Regions from separate parts of the Ovis aries genome. Here region 2 is linked to region 1. Evidence: chromatin contacts called from public Hi-C data. All regions are on one chromosome and are shown on one strand. Each heading gives the region's core, a stretch centred on a gene start, on an enhancer-like site or on the middle of the called end of the contact. The rest is flanking DNA. Distances are from core to core; before and after follow the strand shown.

Region 1 (7,150 bases), core at 2,008-4,507:
AATTTGCTATAATGTAAGAGAGCCAACCCCCCACCCCCTCATTCCCTGACCTCCCTTCCAACTCCCTGCTCGTCAATAAGTGCCTACCAAATGTCACCATTAAAAATGAAAACTTGCCACTCTCGTCTCTTCTTACCAGCTTGATTCTATCTTCACAACGCAGAAGGTTGATCATGACTTGAAGATGTTGAGGCAGGTCCCCTGTTGGATGAATGGAGAAAGTTTAAAATGGGTCACCCACCTACTTTCCAGGCAGATACCCAGGAGAGGCTGGTTTTGAGGGTCTGGAAGACCTGGACTTCCCTTAGTCCACTCCTGAATGCTGAAATGAGTATGGGTGAGAGAGAGAGTTCATTGCCAGGTTTTTTAAAGTTGCTTTTGTTTTCTGAACGAAATGCAATATGTGTTTTTTATTATTACATACAAAAATCTCAAAAATACAGATAAGCCTAGAGAAGAAACGTTATTAAATTCAAGCAAATGTGACTTTGCAGGGGTGGAGGCAGCAGCAACTATAGACACAGCTGAAGAGAGGGATTTGCTGAGGGTTGGTCTGAAGGAAAAAGGGCTTGGGGTTATTTTCCGCTTAAAAAATCTGCCTTCAGTGCAGGAGACGTGGGTTTGATCCCTGGGTCAGGAAGATTCCTGGGAGAAGAGAATGCATTCCAGTATTCTTGCCTGGAGAGTTCCATGGACAGAGGAGTCTGATGGTACTACAGTCCATGGGGTCTCAAAGAGCTGGACATGACTGAGTGACTAACACGCACACTCCACTTTCCTTAAAAGAGGGTGAAAGACATGACTTCTATAACCAGGAGGGAAAATGTTTTAAGTCACTGCACAGAGAGAAGGTATGTGCTGGGTACCCAGAGATATAATTTGAGTAAACAGCAATGGCATTTTTTTTCCTGCTAAAAAACATATACTCTCTGTTTGTTTCCCCCAGGTGATTGAAAAGAGACAGGAATCCAGGGTCAGCCTCCAATCATCACTGAGTGGCCGCAGGGTCCCTGGGGGGTGCCTCTGGGCTGCAGGGCGGGGAAGAGAGTTTCTCAGAGATGGTGAGGCTCCACAGCCACGCAGGATCCAACCCACAGGAGAAGGGCTACGTCTCCCAGGCACAGGGGACCCCATAACTGAGCTTCAGAACTAGAAAGTAGTGAGGGTGTTTGCAATGCCGCTTTTTTTCCTAGCTTATGTATATATTTCAAATATGTCTGTGTGGGGATCGTTCTGAAGAAATGGTTCAACTGTAAAGATGCTGATGTGGAAGAAAAGTGCAAGGAGTAATTCACAGAAAATCCATAATCATTTCAGGTTGTGCAACACTCCTAAGAAATAATTATCTTAAGAAAAAAAATGATCCTACAGATCATGATTAGAACCCAGAGGGATTAATCCACTGGCTGTGTTCCTTTTTTCCAAACTTGATTTTCCCATATGATTTTTTTAAGTTGGTATGTTGCATTTTCATTTTTTATTTAGTTCAAGAAATTTTCTTTTTTATGGCCATGCGGTATGTGGGATCTTAGCTCCCTGACCAGAGATTAGACCCCTGGCATCCTGACATGGAAGTATAGAGTCTCAACCACTGGACCGCCAGGGAAGACCCAGGGCATGCTCCTTTGGCAAAAAGCATCTTTTTAATCTTAAAGAAGGCTGACAAATGATGTGCAAACGGCACTTCCAGCCTCAGAGAGGAGTCAAGTTTGTTGGAAACCGGCCCCCTTGTCTTCTCTCTTCCAGGATCCCGCAGAGTACAACACCATACGCTGGCACCACGTCCCATGAGAAATGACTTGGAGGGGATGGTCCTCGGTCCTTTTCTCTACCCAGAGGCATGCTTACCTGTCGTGTCACCAACATCAGGATGGCACACAACCACCACAGCTGGGCGCCCCCACTCCCTACTCTGAGTCACAAAGGCACACGGATGAAGGCGGACACCAGTCCCTTGTCTGATGAGTGGCTCAGTGAAAACAAAGCTGTCCACACAGATAGAGGCCTTTCTGGAAAAGGAAATGGCACCCCACACCAGTACTCTTGCCTGGAAAATCCCATGGATGGAGGAGCCTGGTAGGCTGCAGTCCATGGGGTCGCTATGAGTTGGACATGACTGAGTGACTTCACTTTCACTTTTCACTTTCATGCATCAGAGAAGGAAATGGCAACCCACTCCAGTGTTGTTGCCTGGAGAATCCCAGGGATGGGGGAGCCTCGTGGGCTGCTGTCTATGGGGTTGCACAGAGTTGGACACGACTGAAACGACTTAGCAGCAGCAGCAGCAGCAGCAGAGGGCTTTCAGTGGGACTGTCTGCTGAGACATGGAATTGCTGACACAGAGAAATCCCAACCCCGGGCCTGGCAGCCTCACACAGTCTCTGTATGTTAAAGTGTTCGGTAAGCACTTGCAAAAAAGAAAAAAAAGCAGAGAATTTGAGCCTGAAGTATAGGTCAGCCCTGGAAAGGAAGAGTCTCGGCCCAAATGGACTGGCTAACATGAGCGGAATCACTCGACGTGGAGTCATGTCCTCAGCTTGGCATGGGGTTTGCTTAGGGGCCTGTGGGTCGTCTGGGGGACTTGCCGTGAAGTCCAGTGTGTGCCTGACCCACAGCCATGTACTGAGCATCTGTGGCCAATGGGCAAGCCCTGCTTTTCTGAGCTCACTGTCCGCGCCCCCCAGACCCCAGGGCAGAAAAGCCAACAGACCAAGCTCCCTTCCCATCCTTGTGTTACCTTCCAGAGATGCACCAACCGGGTGGAATGATTTTACAAGACGGTTTTGTAGTCACTTCCCCAAGACTGCACACAGTATGCAAATATTCGCTGAATTTGAGGAAGGAGACATTTAATACTTAGGGAGAAAAACTGAGCATTGGCTTTGCTCATGCATTATGGTTAAGCCATGCACAACAGTTTACATTCCTTATAGGCAGAAGTGCTAGCAGATTAAGAAGCAAAGGTTCGGTTTGTAGTTTTATTGTACCAGCAGGCACTGTAGCAATGATTACAGCTACGCAGGCAGAGCACCAAGAAGGTAGGCCCGTTAACGTGCATAAATTTCACATTTCTTGTCATCGGAGTTACCGACCGATATTTGATGCCCGTTGTAAAGATTAGGAGACCAAAGCTCAGAAACTGACTCTGAAAGTTCTGTATGCTTGCAGAACTGGATCAGAAGCCAGGTCTGTCTGGCTCCAGAGTAAATATTCTTTCCACAAAACTCACTGCCTCCCTGTGCAGAGAGATTGTTTACTTAGCTTACGACAGACCTAAATCTTGATTATAAATATCAGCATGTGACAATATTGACTGAGCCTTGGGGTTTGCTATAAAATCTAAGACAGGAAATTCTAGCCCAGAGACTCAGCTCCCAGATGAGGCTTGATTGACTTGACGTTAGACAAACAAGATGACCGAAGTGACAACAGGACTGGCCCCAACTGCCAGCTCCTTTGATTCGCTGCGGTTCTGAGAGGCGAGGTCTTTCCAGCGCCTATTCAGACGTGCGCTGCCCATCCAAGAAGTGCCTGGAGAGGCTCCCCACTGGCTACAAAGATCCACTTGCACGCAAATGCCTCCCTAATCCTTTACTCCCAAATGCCTTCAGGTTCAGGGTCAAGTCACCTAAGAAAACCCTTCTTACTGCTTTGTTATTGCTGTGCAGTCGCTCAGTCCGACTCTGTGCAACCCCATGGACTGCAGCATGTCAGCCTTCCCTGTCTTCCACTTCCTGGGCATTTCTTTTCTTTTTTTTGAAGCTTTTTTTTTTTTTTTTGTAGACCATTTTTAAAGTCTTTATTGAACTGGTTACAATATTGCTCCTGTTTCTCTGGTTTGGTTTTTTGGTCACAAGGCACAAGGGATCTCAGTTCCCCAACCAGGGACTGAACCCGCACCTTCTGCATTGGAAGGCGAAGTCTTAACCACCGGACTGCCAGGGAAGTCCTTGGACACATTTCTTATTTCCTTGCTTTTGTGCCTCAGTGAATACTTGCTTTGATCCCATTTTATAATTTCTGTCTACTTCCAAAAAACCACCCACCATTAAAAAATAAAGACTTTCCAACCCAATATGTGCCCAAGGTTTGTAAATAAATTCCCCAAATGAGAGCCTTCCAAGTGCTCAGAGCAATGACAGGCTAGGCATCTCGCACCCCAAGGCAGTAATTTTCAAGGGGACAACATCTGGCCATAAGATGCTCTGGTACATTTGTTAAAAAGGCATGTGAAGAAAGGGAAAGCGTTAGCTGCTTAGTCATGTCCGAGTCTTTGCGACACCTTGAACTACGGTCCACCAGGCTCCTCTGTCCATGGAATTCTCCAGGCAAGAATACTAGAGTGGGCAGCCATTCCCACTAGGGGAATCTTCCCAAACCAGGGATCAGACCCGGGTCTTCTGCAAGGCAGGCAACTTCTTTCTTGTCTGAGCCACCAGGAGAAGCCCAGGATACTGTAACTTAAAATCTGCAGTTAACGGATAGACTGAGTAGGGAATCTTTACATCCAAACAGAAAGCTGCTGACCTTATATACACACGCATGGTCAAAGGGTGCTGGCTCCCAGTACCGTCAGGAAAACACACATGGCCTCAAGAAAAGAGCCTCTAACCTGCACCTGTTATTATCAACCTGTGCTGCGCTATTTCCCTGGCCTTGAGAACCAGCCAAGTGCTGAACACAGTGTTGCAGGGTTGCTCAGCCACACAGAAGGTAACTCCCTGGGTAAAAGCATCAGTTTAGAGCCATCACCTGCATGCTTGTGGGGGTGCTGAAGACTCCGCTGGCCTTGAGGGCTGCTTCCCTGCTGTAGGAAGAGGGCTGCTCCTTTCACCATGAAAAAGCTCTCACTTAAGCTGGGGAGAGGAAAAAAAAACAGAGCACAGTTAGGCTGGAATTCACACAGGAAAATGGGCGAAGACAAGCTGCAGAGGAAAAGCTGGAGAGTGGCATGTAAAAGGCCAACGGGATGAAACAGCTCCTATGGTAGTTCCACACACTGCTCCCCCCAAACTCTGGCACAAGCCTGCTGCTGGAGAGTTTCGGGACAAAGCGGGACACCTCGGCTACAACACCGAGGGTCTCCACAGGCTCCTCCAGCACTCAGAGCCCCTTCCTGCAGGACACTGTGACGGGACCCACTGTAATACGATGTCTTCTGGAAACAGAGACCGGCTCTCTGATGAGCAGAGGCTGGTTCCTTTCGTGAATTTTTCAGACTTTTGCTGCTGATCTCTTCCCTCAGCGCTCTGAACTTTTAACAACCTCACTGCTTCCTGGTGTCTTCGGTTTACAGAGCATAAGGAAGATGAAATCACACTTTCAGTATCTGTTTGCATCTCAAGAAAAACGGGTGGCTTGCTCACTATTCCCATAGAAAAGCTCAAGTTAACCCAGTGAACTTCTCAGCAGAGGGAATCTTTGGTCTTTGTTATTTTAACAGGCAATAGAGAGGGACTGGGAGCAGGAGGAGAAGGGGATGACAGAGGATGAGATGGCTGGATGGCATCACTGACTCAATGGACGTGAATCTGAGTGAACTCCGGGAGTTGGTGACAGACAGGGAGGCCCGGTGTGCTGCGATTCATGGGGTTGCAAAGAGTCGGACACGACTGAGCAACTGAACTGAACTGAACTGAATATCCATATTCAACGTAAGATTTTAAGAATTACAATAAAAAATTTCACTTTCATGACTTGGCTACCAAGAAAATCTTCAGCTTATGCAGAAATCCAGCCTGTATGAACTGATAGACTATATTAGCTATTAATTACCACCAATTACTTAGAAAAAACCATTATCTCTGAACATTACACATAAGACACACCAAAATTATTAATAGTGCTAAAGTTATCTTCCTTCTACTTCTTAGCATCTTCCAAATTTACTGTATTGAGCAAATATTAACTTTTGTAAATGATATTTTAACTTTCAAAGTCATAATGCAAAAACATTTCATTTCTATTAATTTTGTGAAAGATCACAGTTCAAATTATAGGGAGCCATATATATTATTCATTTTCTCTTGAGCAACCAATTAACATATTTGATTGAAAGAAAAATCTCTAAGAAACAGAAGCACTTTAAAAAAAACAAAAACAAATCAATTCTTGACAGAAACACAAGAACATCTTGTGTAACATAAAACAACAAAGTCATCATTGCCCAGGACAGCTAAAGTTGGTAGTTAAACATTCTCATCCTGGAATATTCAGCTAAGTCTAAAATACAACTCCAGGAGCTAAGAAACCTCATCGCAGGGGCCAGTGCCAAGTCAGCAGTTTCTGGAATTGGAAAAAAAAAAACGGTTATCTTCCATACTATGAAGACCGCCAATGAAATCCATTCGTTTTTCCGCCTCGCACGCTAAAAAATCACAACAGCTCTAATAGCAAACATTAAGGTTCTAGTTCTGCCCCCCTTATCCTACCGACACCTGGCTTTCTCTCTTTCTTATGGGAAACAGTTCACACCTGGACGGCGCTTCTTCATCCATCGTCACATACTGCCAAGGCACCCTTTCCACCCTGTGAGTCCTGTACCTGTGGTGCCAGTTTCAAGCGCTGAGTCTAGGACTGTAAATCATGGAAGAAACGAGATGCACCCTTTCTGTGAGTCTCACTTACCCACGGCAGGCAAAAAGCTCGTTAGCATCCATTGGCCGACAGACATCCCAGGCTGTCTAGTTCAAGCAAATGGCAGAGAACTGTCCAACACTTTTCTACCCCTGAAACTTGTCACTCACCCTTTCCTTAAAATCTTACAACTGAGTTTGTTTCTGAACTACGCTATTTTAGGTAAGACACGGATCACTTACTACCTACTTTCATCACTGCCAGAGAGACTCCAACAAAACGCATGAAACTTCACACAGCAATCAGTTCATTGAAGCAGCTGGCAGGGTGGTGGGGGGGAACTTTGCAAGGCATCATCAACCTCTTTTTGTTCGTAAGTTTTAAAAAAAACAAATCCATAGTGACCAGAAACCTGAGACCTCTGGAAACAGCCAGCCAGTGACGGTGACCTTTGCCTTGGAAATCATGGGCAAAAATTCCCCTTGGTTTCCCTTATATTTCCTTGGGGGGTGGGGTGGGGGTGGAGGAGGAACAACGCAAAAGAATAGGCTGATTTTATCCCGTGATCGCTTTT
Region 2 (7,150 bases), core at 2,295-4,794, 120 kb before region 1:
TCAAAACCACAATAACATATCACTTCATACCCACTAGAAGTTTGGAATTAAAAAGACAGATACCAACAAGTATTGGGGAGGATGTAGAGAATTTAGAGCCCTCACACACTGCTGGCTAGAATGAAAAAGAGTGTAGCCGCTTTGGGCAACTGTTTAGAAATTCATCAAAAGATCAAGCACAAAGTTACTCTATGATCCAGCAATTCCACTTCTAGGTATCTCCCCAAGAGAAAGGAAAATATATGTTCTGCACCATAAACCTATTATTATTCATCACAGCCAAAAGGCGGAAACAACCCAAATGTCCAGCAACCGACGAATACCAGAAATGTGAAACACAAAGGAATACATGACCAAAGAAAGGATGGAGTCCTGACACACTGGGCTTCCCTGTGGGTTCAGTGGCAAAGAATTCGCCTGTCGATGCAGCTTTGATCCCCGGGTGGGGAAGAGTCCCTGGACAGAGGAACCTGCCAGGATTCAGTCCACGGGATTGCGGAGTCGGACACAACTGAGCATGCACACGTTGACAGATGCTACGACGTGGAGGAAGCTTGACAATGTTAGGTTAAGTAAAAGAAGCCAGTGATGACAACCCACATATTGTAGGATTCATGCATATGAGACGTCCAGAAAGGAAAATCTACAGAGGCAGAAAGTTTATTAGTGGTTGCTTAGTGCTGGGGGTGTGTGTGTGCGTGTGCAACGGCTCAGAACATGGGGTTTCTTTCTGAGGTGGTGAAAACATTCTAAAATTGTCTGCGGTGATAAGTGGCACATATCTGTGAATATACTAAAGACCACTGAATTGTACACTTTAAATGGGTGAGCTATATGTAAATTAAATCTCAATAAAGCTGTTAAAACCAGATATTAAATAACATTTAAACTTTTGAGAAGATTAAAACAATTATTTTCTTCTGTATGAAGATTAAGTAAATCTTCTAACATAAAAGAGTTTATGCAACTAGTTCGTAACAAATTTAGAACTTGCCAGTGGAAAAAATCATGCTCAACAGTGGAACAAGTGAGAAACAGAATTTTCCTTTGTTGGGGATTTTTAAGGAGGAGACAAACAACTGTCTGTTTTCAATTGCTTAGTGGAGGCAGAGTCTGGATTAGGAGTGGCTAAGGTTCAGCTCGGTTCTGTTGTCCTGCAAAGAATCAGAACAAAAAGGGTGCCAGTCTGAGGACTGTAGGAAAGTCGTGAATTATGGGATTATTCATAAACCTGACTTCTGAGGGCTTAGGAAAACCACCTAATTTCCCCTGAATGCTCCATCATTCAGCGGGTTTTAAGGCAGATGTGAACCAGCATGGGAAGGCAAGGGGGGCCGACCTTGCTCCTTCCCACCCATCACCCAGACCAGGCTTCTCTCCTCCGAACAAAAGAGACTCTGGCCTGTGGCCCCCTCTCTTGGAGTGTGGGTATCTGCTACCCTCTAGTGTTACCTGTTTGCTTTCCCCTGTTTTTATTCAAGGGTTTATGATCAGTAAAACAGCTCCACATTGAACTTGGCAATTTGAAAGTAAAGCAGGACAGAAATTTTGAACAGAAAACAAGTACTGATTTAATCAAAGCACGAAGTCGGCAGAGAAACAGTTAGGAAGTGGGACTTCAATGACTCAACAGGAAATGCATTTTGCAAAATGAATTCTGACCAGGCTTGGGACAGAAAGCATGTAATTCCACATGCTGTCTCCAGGTGGCACTGTGACCACGGGCTGCCGGGTTTTCCCACAAGGATCGTAAAACCTTCAGTGCCTGACTGACCCCGATTAAATAGTGCATTTTCTAAATCCCTAATGAGGCGTGGAGTGATGGGTGGCTTTGGATATAATCAGCATTTCCTGTCTTAAACATGAGAGCTCATAATGGGACTTCATCTCTTCTTTCTCAAGTTTCTTCCTCCATCTTTTCTTTGGATGGCAAGGAGATTTTAGTGATGGAGCATAATATTTATTATATACTTTTAAAAATGAGGAAATTCTTTGTCCCTTCTTTATCTAACTTTTGGCAGACCCATGGTTCCATCAACAAGGCTTATTATGCATTTCACGCAGACACCTAACCCATCGTACTACCTCGGTCACTCATTCAAGAGCACTCTCCTTGAGTAGCCACCGTAACACAGGCCCACTACCAGGTAAGGAGGAGAAGGACAACTGAACTTAGATCTTGCTCTCAAGAGGTTTATAGTCTTAACAAAGCAGAGTGGTCGGTCTATGAGATCGAAAGTCAAAGACAGCACAAGTCGAACAGAAAGCTGGAGCATGGGCTTGGGAGCCAAACAGATCTTCCTTCCACTCCAGCCCAGGCCTCTTACGGTGATGGTCAAAGGGCTCAGCACAGGAAACGGTCAGACTTCATTTAGTGCCATGAGAAAGTCCTGGAACAGTGCCTGACACACAGTCAGTGCCCCCAGTACAGTGCAGGGGTGAGGAATATCCTAATTCTTCCACATATCAGCTGTATGACCTTAGGGACATTCACCTAACCTATCTGGACCTCAAGCTTCCTCGCCTATAAAATGGGAATAATAAGGAATTTGCTCTCACTGGGGTTGTCCGGAGACCAATGCAACAACATGAATCTAAAGCACTCAGAACAACGCCTGGCCTAAGGCAGGCTCTGGGTAAGTTTAGCTGTAGTTGTTACTTGTCTTTTTCACTAGGAAACCACAGAGTCTACATTACCAACGCGACACTGGTATGAGCTAAGTGGAGTGAAAATTAAGTGTCACGAGGTTGCCTTCCTGCCACCTGAGTCTGGTACCTCCACGGAGATTCCCTGAGGAGACACCTCTAAGGATGAACAGGAGTCAGGTGACAGGTGGAAGCAGGAAAGAAGGAAGGGGAGAGGGGAGGAAGGAAATCAAGGATCTAGCTTTAAAAGAAAATAGCTGTAGGGAGCAATTTTTTAAAGAGTAGATGCTCCAAAGAGGCTGGCTGAGGGGCTGGGAGACAACAGAGTAAGAAGATAACCCTGGCAGGAGAGTCCAGCAGGAGGGGACAGCGACTGTGAGGGGAAACTCCTGTGCGAGAAGACACGGACAGCAGCCCTCCAGCCTCTGCAGGGAGGAAGGTGGACTCGGGAAAGGCCTGGCACGCCTACAGGTCCTTCCACACGAAGTGGACACAGCCCTGCGTGGTGGGCGCTGAGCTGGCTCACAGGCCCGCTGGCACGTGGCTCTCTGCCCTTTGCCGGGCTCCCTGCTACCGCCACAGCGGCCTTCCAGTTTGGACTGGAGAGGTCGCGGGTTTTCCTGCGCACGACCTGGGATGCAGGCTGGTGTGGACGCTGGCCAGGATGTCAGAGACCAGGTCTCCGCCAGAGCTGGGACGCTAACTGGCCACGTCAGCATGAAAACGGGGCTTCACTTCCTGGAGCCTCAATTTCCTTGTTCGATTCAAGGGACAGCAGCAGCTCTGCCCTCTCAGGGTAACTGGAAAGGTCAAACACGTCGAAACATTCTGCACCCCTAAGCACCACCCAAAGGTGAACTATTGCAAACGGAGTGACCTTTGACTAAACTGTCACCTCTCTTGGGCCTGGGTTTCCTGAGTAGTAAAATGGGACACGCTCCTGCCTCACTGTGCTGTTAACAGTGATTAAATATAATCACCACATGAAGGCTTAAAACAGCGCCTGGCAAATAAAAAGGATCTACGTTCATGATTATTTTTCTTGTTGGAACTGTGACCCCTATGACCCCAATATGTAATTTTAAGTCTGAACAGCAGGATTCTTGGCAATGAAATTAATTTGTCTTCAAATTAATTCAGCCCTGTACCTAACTGCCTCATTTATGTCCAAGATATCCCACGTGTGAAAGCTCTAGTTCACGCCGGGCCAGTCAGCACAGAGAAGATCAGCTCTCATCTCCAGGCTGGTCCGCTAGCTCCTCTGTGCTCCGTGGCCTCGGCAAGGACTCTGATACCACTCGCTCTTCCAGACTCATACTCGGGGAGCAGCGAGGAAAAGAGGCCTCAGACACCCTCTGCTGAACCCTCAGCGGGCATTCAGCCTGGCAGCCACTACAAGCTATCCCCTCACCTCCTGGCTTTTTTTCTTATTTTTTGAAATAATACTGTGTATTCCTGGCATTTTCTGTGTGGATGATACATTACTAAGGCAATGTTTTATCTTGTTTCGTTTTGAAAGAAAGAAAGAAAGAAAGGAAGTGAAGTTGCTCAGTTGTGTCTGACTCTTCGCGACCCCATGGACTGTAGCCTACCAGGCTTCTCCGTCCATGGGATTCTCCAGGCAAGAATGCTGGAGTGGGTTACCATTTCCTTCTCCAGGGGATCTCCCCGACCCAGGGATCGAACCTGGGTCTCCCGTATTGGAGGCAGACGCTTTAACCTCTGAGCCAAAGAAAGGGGGAAAAATGCCATCAGTCTTTAGGGCTTTCAGATGAAAAAGTGAATCAGTGAGTGAAAAGCCAACATGGTTCTGGAAAAAAACAACTTTAAGCCCCTGTTCAGGAATGACTGGCCTCCTTTTCCCACATAAATTTCTGAATATGAAAAAAGACAGGTCCAGAGTACAGTTCTAACAGGAAAAAAGTGAGGAAAATTAAGAAAAGCGGATTTCTCTCAAAGCAGTCATTTTAAAGTGTTATCTGTTTGACGGTTTTATTTCTCAAACACAGCGCAAATTTAAAGCAAACAGAAAGTGTTTCCAGACACCGCTTCCCTGCTTTAATTACCCGTCGTGAACTTGCTACCGGGCCAGCTACTGCAGTTATGGCCACAAAAAGGAGGATTCCCCACAAAGGCCGCGTTTTTTAAACGCAGAAGAAATCAACTCCAAAGGCAGAATGAAGGAAAGCGCTGATCTGAAGGGACAGGGAGAGGCTGAGACTGCAGCCACTGCAGAGCAGCAACCCTCCCGCAGAAGCCGCCGTCCAACCACCCCCGCGGGCAGGACACCCCTCACGAACCGTGACACTGAGAACAACGCTGGTCTTGAGAAAATCAAGAACTGAGAGTGGGGTTCCGATGTGCCAAGAAATAGCCACTTGGCCGATGGCCCAGATGCAATCTGGACAGAATGGAAATAACAAGTCCTGCTGAATGACTGAGAGGGGTTGGAGCCCTGGGGAATGCGCTCTCATCACCAACCACGTCACTTCCATCTTTATTTCAAGGCAAAGCCCACAATAGGAAAATTTACAACGGACGCAAAACTGGCTAAACTAGGGAGCTGATCACTGTTGTTGTCCACAGGAGTGTTAAGACTGATTCGGGGAAAGGGAACAGTGGCCATTAAAGCCTCGTCATCTGGGACCATCAGAACCTCCAGGTGAAGACAAGTAAGAGTGCTCCTCCTGCGGGAACATCCCCTCTCCCAGACTCTGGAAGAGCCAACCGGGCGGCCCTACTGTCTGGACAGCTGCTCTTTTGCATTTGTGTCTGCAGGTAAGGGACAGTGTTGAATCGACACCATTCACTAAACCTACGTTGGTTGCTATTTGTATTATATAAGGTGTTGTTATTTTCTTGGAGCTAAAATTTTCCCAAATAAAATACTCAACAGCTGCAATCTTTCAAACTCTCTGTGAGGAGATTTTGTTAGAGAAAAGAACTCACAGTATCAAAAAATCTGGAAAACCTAGGAGCAGAGTATAGTTTCCCCGAGCAGGGTTTATATCATTGCTAGTTGCTTGTACAAAACATCACTTCAAGAAGCAGTCCACCAGGACTTCCCTGGAGGTCCAGGGGTTAAGACTGTGCACTTCCCCTGCAGGGAACACAGTGTCGACCCCTGGTCAGAGAACCAAGATCCCACACCACATGCCAAGTGGAGTGGCCAAAACATGAGAAGACAAGACAACAGCACGTCAAGGGCAAACTATGCCTGTAAAATTTACCTTCAGGTGGCTTCAGGAGGCCACCTCTAAATGATGACGGGATGTACCATAAGGCTGGCATTCCTTCTCGAAAACTGCAATCACCACTAACATCAGTGGCACAGAATCAATGCTCACACAATGAATTAACCACCACTTAAATGCAGAGGACATCGAAGAATTACACCATAAATACAAGAAGCAGTTTTTAAAACTAATTTAATCATTTACCGTTCATTTGGTAAACTGGTTTTGTTGTATTTTTGTCTACTGAATTATCCGCTGAAGATATTCTTACTGCCATGAATCCTCTGTAAGTATACATCAAAACTCACTATAAGAAAAATAACTCATTATATATTTATACCTTCCTTGATCCTCTCAATTGGCGTATTTGTGTATTTATTTATTTAATTTAGTTTTTGAAACAAGTAAGGTAGCTAAGGCTGAGCGCATAGATAAATATATATACGTGGCCTGGGACTTTCTCAGCATCCTTTCTCTACAAAAGCTGGGCCCTGATAGCATTTGCAGCTCCTGGGCTATCACCAGGAGGAAACTAGAGCCAACTTCTCTTCTTCTTCTTTTTTCAATTAATAAAAGCTGCTGTTTGAAATTATTTGATCTATTGTATGGTGTTCTTTTACCTTCAGAACAAGTGGAAAATGAGGTATTAAGAAGCAGGTGGGGTAGGAGATCAAATACTTAAAAACTTTTTTTTCAACTGCTGAGTTATTAAAGCATTTTGTAATTAGCCCAATAATATCAAATGATTTGAGGCAAATTAAGCGATTAAAATACCAGCCCCATACTTAAGGGACTAAAAAAAAGCTGGAGGAAGATTTATCCCAAATTTACAAAATGTTCACTCTGGCAAAACCAATAAAGGGGCAACACGGGAGGATTCTGGGAAGACGGTGGTGTCAGTGGCAGATCTCCCCAAGTCCCTGCAGAAAAACACAGAGCACTCAGATGACAAAACAAAACACAGGGACCACATTTACAGAAAATGAGGCGACGACCCAGATGCAAGCGGGTGGAGGAAAATCAACAACAGCCACACGACCCGTGTGCTGTCGGCCTGTGTGTGAAAAACTCATGGGGCAGCAACGGGGGCCCCACAGACCTGAGCAGAGCAGGCCGTTACGAGACCACAACGGAAACGGGAGGGGCTCTGCCTTCCCCAACAGTGGACGAGAACAGGGGCCTAAAACAGCAAAGGTCTGAAGGGGCTGAGAAAGCTAGACCCCAGTATTCTAGAAGCCAGCCAGAGAGGACTCCCTTCTGAGACAGGC

What was found. Hi-C and Micro-C count contacts between places; a contact is called where the count stands out from the background.
Region 2: a contact with region 1 is called in a Hi-C map of liver, with 3 times the contacts expected there. The contact joins two enhancer-like sites. A contact is called at or near these places in 6 of 16 Hi-C or Micro-C datasets (blood, liver, muscle and 2 more).

What each region holds. Positions count from the first base shown.
Region 1 is chr17:64,315,673-64,322,822 of ARS-UI_Ramb_v3.0, reverse strand. It overlaps SSH1 (slingshot protein phosphatase 1), which reads right to left. Exons shown (of 15, transcript XM_015101685.4): 3 at 4,753-4,856; 4 at 137-201. Among named protein-coding and RNA genes, the nearest start is that of SSH1, 27 kb to the right of the region's middle. Within about 2 kb of position 3,257, at least 4 of the 54 cell types and tissues checked have an H3K27ac peak or open chromatin away from gene starts, as enhancers often do. A contact at or near this core is called in liver, where this site is marked.
Region 2 is chr17:64,433,350-64,440,499 of ARS-UI_Ramb_v3.0, reverse strand. The region is part of intron 3 of CORO1C (coronin 1C); the gene reads right to left. Among named protein-coding and RNA genes, the nearest start is that of SELPLG, 31 kb to the left of the region's middle. Within about 2 kb of position 3,544, at least 4 of the 54 cell types and tissues checked have an H3K27ac peak or open chromatin away from gene starts, as enhancers often do. A contact at or near this core is called in liver, where this site is marked.